Linked DNA regions of Mus musculus: region 1 is linked to region 2. A link is a contact called in public promoter capture Hi-C data. All regions are on one chromosome and are shown on one strand. Each heading gives the region's core, a stretch centred on a gene start, on an enhancer-like site or on the middle of the called end of the contact. The rest is flanking DNA. Distances are from core to core; before and after follow the strand shown.

Region 1 (3,966 bases), core at 1,123-3,622, 1.2 Mb before region 2:
TTCTGAGGAACACATAAATGGGCAAGTTATGTGTCTCTTGTTTAAGGTAGAAGCCGCGTTCACAACTAACCCAATTATGAGAATTGAACATTTGCAGTTTATAGAGCAGGGAGTTTATAAGTGTTGGAAGGGAGCTGGCAAAAGCTGCCAGGCTGGAGTGTGGTCAGACGGACTAGGTCACCCTCATGCTTCTCTTCCAGTTGATGAGGTCAGAGGGTGGAGGAACAGGGCTCTCAGTTCCAGAGGCCTGGTGGGTGCTGTTGCTCCCATCCTCCAGTGTCCTTGAAGAGGCAGCTGAGGGAGACTCACTTTGTTGCCTTGTGGCAGTTAGTGAGGATTGTTAGGGTAGGTCCCTGAGAGCAGCTGCTCTGATTGCTTTGTTCTGTAGACACAGGGTTTCACTGAGTAGCTCTGGGTAGCCTCAGATCCTGCTGCTTAGCCCCCAAACGCTGGGTTGGCCGGCCGTGCCGTCACCCCTTGCTCAGATAGATGGGTTTTAAGCTTGTGCTAATGACCAGTTTTGTGCCATATGATTTAATATTAAAAAATTATATTTCCCACCTCAATGTGTTTATGGTGCGTGCGTGTGTGTCATGTGGAGATCAGAGGGCAACTTGCAAAAAACAGTTTTTGTTTATTTGTTTATTACATGTTGGTCCTAGGTCTCAAATTTCTGTTTTCAGGCTTGAGAACAAGTGACCTTACCTGCTAATCCTCTTAGAATCTTGGGAACAAGCGCCCTTTCCTGCTGTACCATCTAGAATGTAGAATTTAAATGGCCCATGTCTTTGTGTGTGTGTGTGGTGGGGGGGATTTTTTCCTATGTCACCATGTCTGACCTAAATGTCCTCATTCTGTATTTCTGTTGAAGTTCCTTCTTCCTTTTCAGGCGTTGATCAGCCCTAGGGTCTGCCAAGCTACATACACCCCCAGCCCCTTAAATGATGTCCAGGGTTACCTTGGTGACTGTCTGAGATTGAAACATTTCTTGGTGCTGGGCATGTTAGGTTATTTCCACTGTTTTTCTAATTAGATAAATTTGTACTTGAGTTTTCTCTTCTCCTTCCCCTCCTCCCTCCCTTCCCCTCCCTCCCCTTCCCATCCCTCTCTGAGGAGAAATTCCCACAAATGGCTTTAAAGCTTGAACACACTTTAGAGGGTTTTGAAACTTGTTTGAATTCTTGTTAAGTCTGATTTCTAGTATTTTAGATAAAAGAAAACTCTGGGGAATTCTTCCTAAACTGTCTCTTGGTCTTTGGAAGTTATCAGTATCCGAGAGAGACTCTCATGAGGCTTTCTTGAGTCCCATTCCCTTCCTAACCTGAGTGGATGCTCCTTGCAGGGATGCTATTCCTTCATGAGGAAGAACAAGTCCTTACCTCACTCCGGATACAGCTCCTGCAGAGCAAGCTCAGGCCTTGGGTTCAGTTTCCAGCACCTGGTAGGGCGGGGAGAGTGTGGAGGGAGGGAGGGAGGGAGGGAGGGAGGGAGGGAGCGATCAATCAAGCAAGCAAGCAAGTGTGAAAAAGAGTACTTGAGCCATCCTGCTGCCCCTTCTACTTGTTACTAGAGACTTGAGTAAATGGTCCTCTTCCCCAAGGCTGTATGTAAGTTGTCAGGCTGCTCAGAACCACAGTAGCTGACAGGGTTTGTCCTGGTTTGCTTTCCACGTTTGCAGTGTGTAAATTAGGAAGGACTGTGCAAGGCTGTTGGCATTGGGATCGTTCAAAGATCATGGTAGCCTGAGGTCAAGTGAGCCTTTGGACTTTGCCTCAGTGGGTTGGGGTTGCAGTTCTCATAGAATCTTCGGCTTCTCTTCACTGCTGTTATAGACAGGCACTCTACTATTGTTATATAACTCATTCTGTCCCTTCCCATTGGCTGCCTGACCTTCTCACCTTTTACTGCCCTATAGAAGACTGAGCAGAGTCCTGTTTTCTTGGTTGCTCATTTCTCAGGGTTTGCAAAGGACAAGGTGTGTGTTTGCGCACGTGCACGTGCAGACTCATGAATGGATAGGATGGTGTCTGGTGGTACCGGGGTCATGGCCAGGCTAGCCCACCTCTGCTCTTACCTTGCACACTTGCTGTGTCTCCCACATCTATCCCTCCCCTAGAAGCTCTTTCCCCTTCACTTATCTTGCCTCACCATGGGCAAAGCTCGGATTCTTAGTTCCTCTTCTACGAAAAGCTGGTTCACAGCTGAACCAAAGCAGAAGACTTTACTCCACATGGAGGTAGAAATAAGAGGAAACCATCTCAGACAGCACAGGAGCATAAGAGGCATTTTGTTCCCTGACACAAGCTGGGTTTAGTGCCAGCACTCTGGGATTAGCCTGACGGTTGGCTCTGCTAGGCACTAGGAGCTTCCTGCTTCCCTTCCCCACCCCTGTTTATTCTGTCAATAAGACCAAATTTTAGAGTAATGGTTGGCTGTGTACTTGGCAGCCTGTGTTTTTATCACAAGTGTGGAAATTGTACTTTGGCTTCGTTTCTGCAGATGCCTAAACATGTCTGAGTCATTGTTGCCTTAGCAACTGGCTGAACTTTGCTTGTGTGTGGCAAAGGCTCCTGCAGGAGCTGGGTGGGAGATTTTCAGCCAGACTGGATGGCCAGTGCCAAGCCCCGATGGCGGGCGCTCCCTGTGGCTCTCTGCACAGTTCATTTTATTTCCTTGAGAAATCCCTGCTCAGATGTCCCAGCTCATCAGGATAGCATGGCATGGGACAGGCCTGACCCAGTCCTACATTAGCTCCTGTCCCGGGCTTTGCTCTGCACTGGGGCCCAGCTTCTGCTGTTCCATCAAGTTGCTTATGTTTCTTACACCTGGGCCTAAAGGCTGGCTCTGCAAAGGAACAGGGCCAGAAGGTGCACCTGACTATGTAATAGGGACATGAATGTGATGAGGTCGCAGGAATCTACCGTTTGTAGTCGCTGTGGAATTACCGTTTATTATCTTGTCTTTAAAGTCTTTTTGTTATTGTTTTGTTTTTGGCATTTACTTATTTGTGCATGTGTGTGGGTAGAGGTGTGCCATGACTCACATGTGGACATCACAGGGCAGCCTGCAGGAGTTGGTCCTTGCTTGGGTCTTAAGTCATCAGGGTTGGCAGCAAGAGCCTTTACCTGCCGAGCACCTTTGATAGCCCTTTGAAGATCTTCTTGCTTTTGTAAGTGTAGATCTGAAGTTGCTTGGTGGAAGCAGGAGCTGAGAGCTATTTATCACCTCTCTCTGGCTCACCTAGCCCACCTTCCCTGAAGAACTTCTTGTGTTCATTTCCAGAATCACTGGTTTGGACCTGAGCGGCTCTGTCTTCTACTTCTGCTGGGAACATCCAGGTTCATGACATTTAGAAATAATTTAAAATAGCATGTGTTCTATCTTATGAGTGTGGAGGAACTTCTCATAACCCTGCCTTCCAAAAGCTTCATAGTTGCTGTGTGACTGGCTGCAGAGAGTATAAACTTAGCCTACTAGGGACTGTAGGGATTCCCTTTTAGGAATGGAGTTTGCAGATTGCCAGTCCTGACAGGATCTGCAGAGGCCGCAGACCTTACTCTCCACCTGCTCAGTCTGCTGCTGGAGGCCGAGTTTTCAAGGCGCTAACAGCTGGCTCTGCGTTTGGATCTTGCTATAGAGGGTGCTTTGGGTGTAGGCGTGTGTGGCACCTCCTGAGGATGCTCGGCTCTTAGATTGCTCTGACTTTGCCTTGGCTCTGCTGTTTGTTCTGGGATCGACTTTTTACTTGTATATTGTGTTCGTGTGTGTGTGTGTGTGTGTGTGTGTGTGTGTGTGTGTGTACGCGCGCACGCGCGCCTGTGTGAGTTTATATGCATGGCATTTGTGCAAGTGCCCAAGGAGGCCAGAAGAGGGCTGTGGGCCTCCTGGAACTGGAGTAAGAGGCAGTTGTGAGCTGCCTGATTGTGGATACTGCAAACCAAACCCAGATCCTCTTCAAGAACAGTC
Region 2 (4,062 bases), core at 778-3,277:
TTCATTGCAATGAGCTATTGGTTTGGTTCGAAGGCCTTGGCTTCTGCTACTCTATCGATATTGGTTCCTCACCAGGACTCCTCTCAGATATCCAGTTGTTGCTCTGTGTCATGGCGATCCTGCAGCTTTGGATCCACAGGACTGGCCCCTTCACATGCTCCAGCAGTTCATAGATGAGGTAGATGTTCAGGTGGGACAACTCAAAGCCCTGGATCTGGGCCTGGGTAGCACCTTACAAGGTCAGCCCAACAGCTCTCCTGCACCCATGGCACCAGGGCCAACTGTCCTGCACTCACCAGCACTGCCCTGGCACGGGGTGGGGCCTGCTCTCCTGCTCTTCAGTCCTTGGGGCAGTGCTCTTCCACTTTCCCACAGCCACGAGGTCCAGCTCTCCCCAAGCTGCCCAGGGGAGGGGCAGGGCCAGCTTTATGCAGTCCACAGACATCAACATGGCCCCAGGGAGCAGCCCCAGACCAGGGACACCCGCATGGCCTTTGTTGGTAACATGGGCCACAGACATTGTCATAGACCTCTACTGCTGCAGGACCTGGAACACAGACATGGCCCTTATCGATGGGCCGCAGCCTTAGGTGGCATTGCAGGCCCCTCACTCACATCAGGCTGTTCCTCTCCACCCTGTAATCTCCAATTCTGCCTCTTTTTTTGTTTTGTTTTGTTTTGTTTTGTTTTTTTGGTTTTTCGTGACAGGGTTTCTCTGTATAGCCCTGGCTGTCCTGGAACTCACTTTGTAGACCAGGCTGGCCTCGAACTCAGAAATACACCTGCCTCTGCCTCCCGAGTGCTGGGATTAAAGACATGCGCCACCACGCCCAGCTTCTGCCTCTTCATAGCACACAAACCATTCCACCTCTCCCATCTCCACCACACCCTTGCTTATCACCTTAGCCTCTGGTTGTCGTCCACCCAGCCACACCGCATGGCAGGCAAGGGCCTCTGGGTCCGTATCTGGTTTTATGTGGATGTTAGGGATCTGAACTCAGGTCTTCATGCTTGTGCGGTCATCACACTTACCAGCAGAGCCATCTCCCTGTTCCCTTTTAAATTGTCCGTATATGTGTTTGCATGCGCATGTGCGCAGGTGAGCATGAGACCATGTGGCAGTCAGAGGACAACTTATGGAAGTTAATTCTCTCCTTCTGCCATGTAGGATCCATGGTTTAAACTCATTGTCAGCCTTGATAGCAAGTGCCCTTCCCAACTGAGCTATCTCACGGCCCCTTTATATTCTCAATATATTCATAGTAAAATAGCTTTCTAGGCTAGACTAGGCTTTCATTTATAGACTTGGTCCTTACGCCTTGGGGATGGGAGAAATGCTAAGAAGTTAAGTAATTGGGACTAAATACTTCCTGGAAAAACACAGGTCCTAAGAGAGTCAGCTCTCCCGCTCACTAGAGTTACAAAATTCCAGGAAATGACTGGGATATAGCCTCACATTACCCAAAAAATGAATAGATGCCACATGTTCAATATCTAATATCTGTAGCTACTTCTTGCCTTGCCAGGAGGGTCCCTGGCTCACACGCAGTGAGATGATGTCATTCACGGCTGATTTTATCAAGGAGCAAGAAACACGAATAAGACAAAGACCAGGCCATTATTGTTCAAACAGTAATGTTTAGTTGTACAACAGAGGCTAGCAACATCTACATGACCAGTCTGAGTGTCTGTTTGGCTTGTTTTCAATTGGGAAACTAAACTGGAATATCACCAAAAACGTCGGCTGGGACTAACAACGTTTTTAAAATGGGCCATTCTTGCATCCCCGAGGCTTGGGCCTCTTGTTCCTTCAGGACTTGTAGATGAATGGCCCACAAGTCACCAGCCTTTGAGCAAGTTGTGTCCAGGTGGAGATGGCAGGTGGGGTGGCTGAGGGAGGGTTCTAGAAAGACACAGTGTATGGGGCAGTGGCAGCCGTTCGTTCGCAAACATTCATGCATCTGATGGGGGCTTTGCCCTCCATTTGGGTATTTTCCATTAGCCTATAGCGACCACCTGTGGTCAGGCTAATGCATTGCTCACATTAACAGGGTGGGGGATGGGAGTAGGAATAGTCAGGGGAGGTGGGAAGAGATCCCTCTTATTGCTAAATGTATAAAAGGGTGCTATTTTTCTTCCTAGAGTGTATAGCTGGTGGGTTTGGGGTAGTCCATATGTGTGTTAAATTCCCTTTCTTTTAAAGTTTGGGGATAATTAAGTCAACTCCAGCAACCTCTTTTCAGCAAAACCCACTTCCCAGATGGCCATATTTTGGGGTAAACAGGTTGTCTACACACATACTCACTGGGCCAGCCACCAGTGGTGATTTTTTTTTTTAAGTGACACTAGCCTCTGGCTCCCCACCATGTATAATGAATCACCCTTATAAAATACCTTTAAGCAATGAAGGAGACACCCTTGTCCCACACAGGGGCTCACACGGCTGACCTCAGTGACTCTGACAAGCAGGAAAGTTGCTTTCTTGACCGGTTAAGGTAGCCAAGAAAGTACTCATGCAGAATGAATGGCTAGAGAGCAATGCCGGTTCCCTTGGAGACAGTTACAAGTCGCTGGTATGCGCTTGCAAGGGCAGGAGCAGCTTCCCATGAGTTCCTCCTCCCTACACAAGGACTGGGGTGCTGCTGACACAGATGATGGAGCAGGGTGGTGCTGGCAGGAACTCCATTCCATTGGGAGGAGAGGAGTAGTTTGGCTAAACAGAGGAAGCAACTGTCCTAAAGCCGCAGCTAGCCCCTCCCACCTACTGAGGGCTGAGAGGGGCTGTGCTGGTGGGCTAGACAAGCACAGCGCTAAAAGGGGCGTGGCCCTGCAGCAATAACAGCTGGGAGGGATGAGGGAGAAGCAGCACTTGAAATGGCCTTCATTCAGCAGTGGGGCAGGGGGTGGCTGGTACAGGTGGAAGGACAGTGCCCAGGAGGCCTTCTCCCTGCAGGGGGAGTTGAGAACGGTTGAGGGTGTGGAGACCGGCAGCCGGCAGCAGACACATAAAACAGCTTCTCCAGGGAGAGTGAGACCACAGCTTAGTGGAGACAGGCAGCATTCTCCTACTTAGACTCTCCAACACCCACCATTCTTATCCCTTGCTGGCCCTAGGTGCCCAATCCCATGTCACCATACAGGGCAGCTCACTAGAGCTGTCAGCGAGCTCTATGTTGCTACCACTCTAGCCTGACAGCTGGCCACTCTTTAGTGACGTTATAGATGAGGACTAGAGACAGAGCAGTCTCCAGGAAAGGCTAAGACCATAGGATTAGGACCACTTCTGCTTGGTCCACTGAATTGTGGGTCTTCCATCTCTTTTTGTTTTTTGTTTGTCTGTGTGTTTGTTTTCCTAGTGACTGGGTAATAAAGGGCTGAAGTCAGTGAAGACCAGTTCTACACCCAGGCTGGACCGGGAGGTGGCATAGTGGATAGATCAGTTCTAAACAGAATTTTGTGGTATCTTCCCTTTCCTATGGCTAAATGGCTTTCCTTAAAGCAGCCTTAGAAACTGTAGGGAAAAAAAAAAAACTTGAATGTGCAAGGAGCAGTTAAAGTATGCATTAATAAATACAAGGCTCCTGAGAAGGCAAGAGAAGGCTAAATGTATGGCTGTGGGTATTCCTGGGAACATCTACAGGATTGGATGGTGAGAGAATGCAGGGAGGGGAGAAGCCGAGAAAGACAGACAGACAAATGAGAACAGAGAAAGAGTGAGTTGGGTTTGTAAGAAACAAAGCCACAGAGAAGCCAGCTTAACATGGACAGAAGGCTGCTAGAAAACGGGAAACTGTGTTAGTTTGTCTCACAAGTCCAGCCGCCTAAGAAACTCTGTATATTTTTTCCGATTCTTCAGAATTAGTTTGTGAATATAATTTCCTCCACCTAAAGTTTGCCTCATTTGCCCAATAGATGTGCTTCTTGAACAGAACACCCAGAGCAGCCCAAGCTACCAAATTCTCCCATTTCCCCAGGCTATTCCCAAGTCAGAGCAAATTTCAGTGGTCAGCTGCAGAAACTGGCTTTCCTAGTCATCTTCTCTATAACTGAATTCTCTTGCAA

The links. Promoter capture Hi-C pulls out the DNA fragments that hold promoters and counts their contacts.
Region 1: a promoter capture Hi-C map of hippocampal neurons shows a contact between it and region 2, with 6 times the contacts expected there. The contact joins two enhancer-like sites. A contact is called at or near these places in 2 of 39 promoter capture datasets (cranial neural crest and hippocampal neurons) and 1 of 115 datasets of contacts at active chromatin or transcription factors (astrocytes).

The regions. Positions count from the first base shown.
Region 1 is chr15:83,450,342-83,454,307 of GRCm38.p6, reverse strand. All of the region lies in intron 1 of Pacsin2 (protein kinase C and casein kinase substrate in neurons 2), which reads left to right. Among named protein-coding and RNA genes, the nearest start is that of Pacsin2, 12 kb to the left of the region's middle. Within about 2 kb of position 2,372, at least 120 of the 459 cell types and tissues checked have an H3K27ac peak or open chromatin away from gene starts, as enhancers often do. A contact at or near this core is called in astrocytes and hippocampal neurons, where this site is marked.
Region 2 is chr15:82,292,131-82,296,192 of GRCm38.p6, reverse strand. Septin3 (septin 3) reads right to left here. Exons shown (of 12, transcript NM_001368785.1): 12 at 1,619-4,062. Among named protein-coding and RNA genes, the nearest start is that of Wbp2nl, 4.8 kb to the left of the region's middle. Within about 2 kb of position 2,027, at least 62 of the 459 cell types and tissues checked have an H3K27ac peak or open chromatin away from gene starts, as enhancers often do. A contact at or near this core is called in astrocytes and hippocampal neurons, where this site is marked.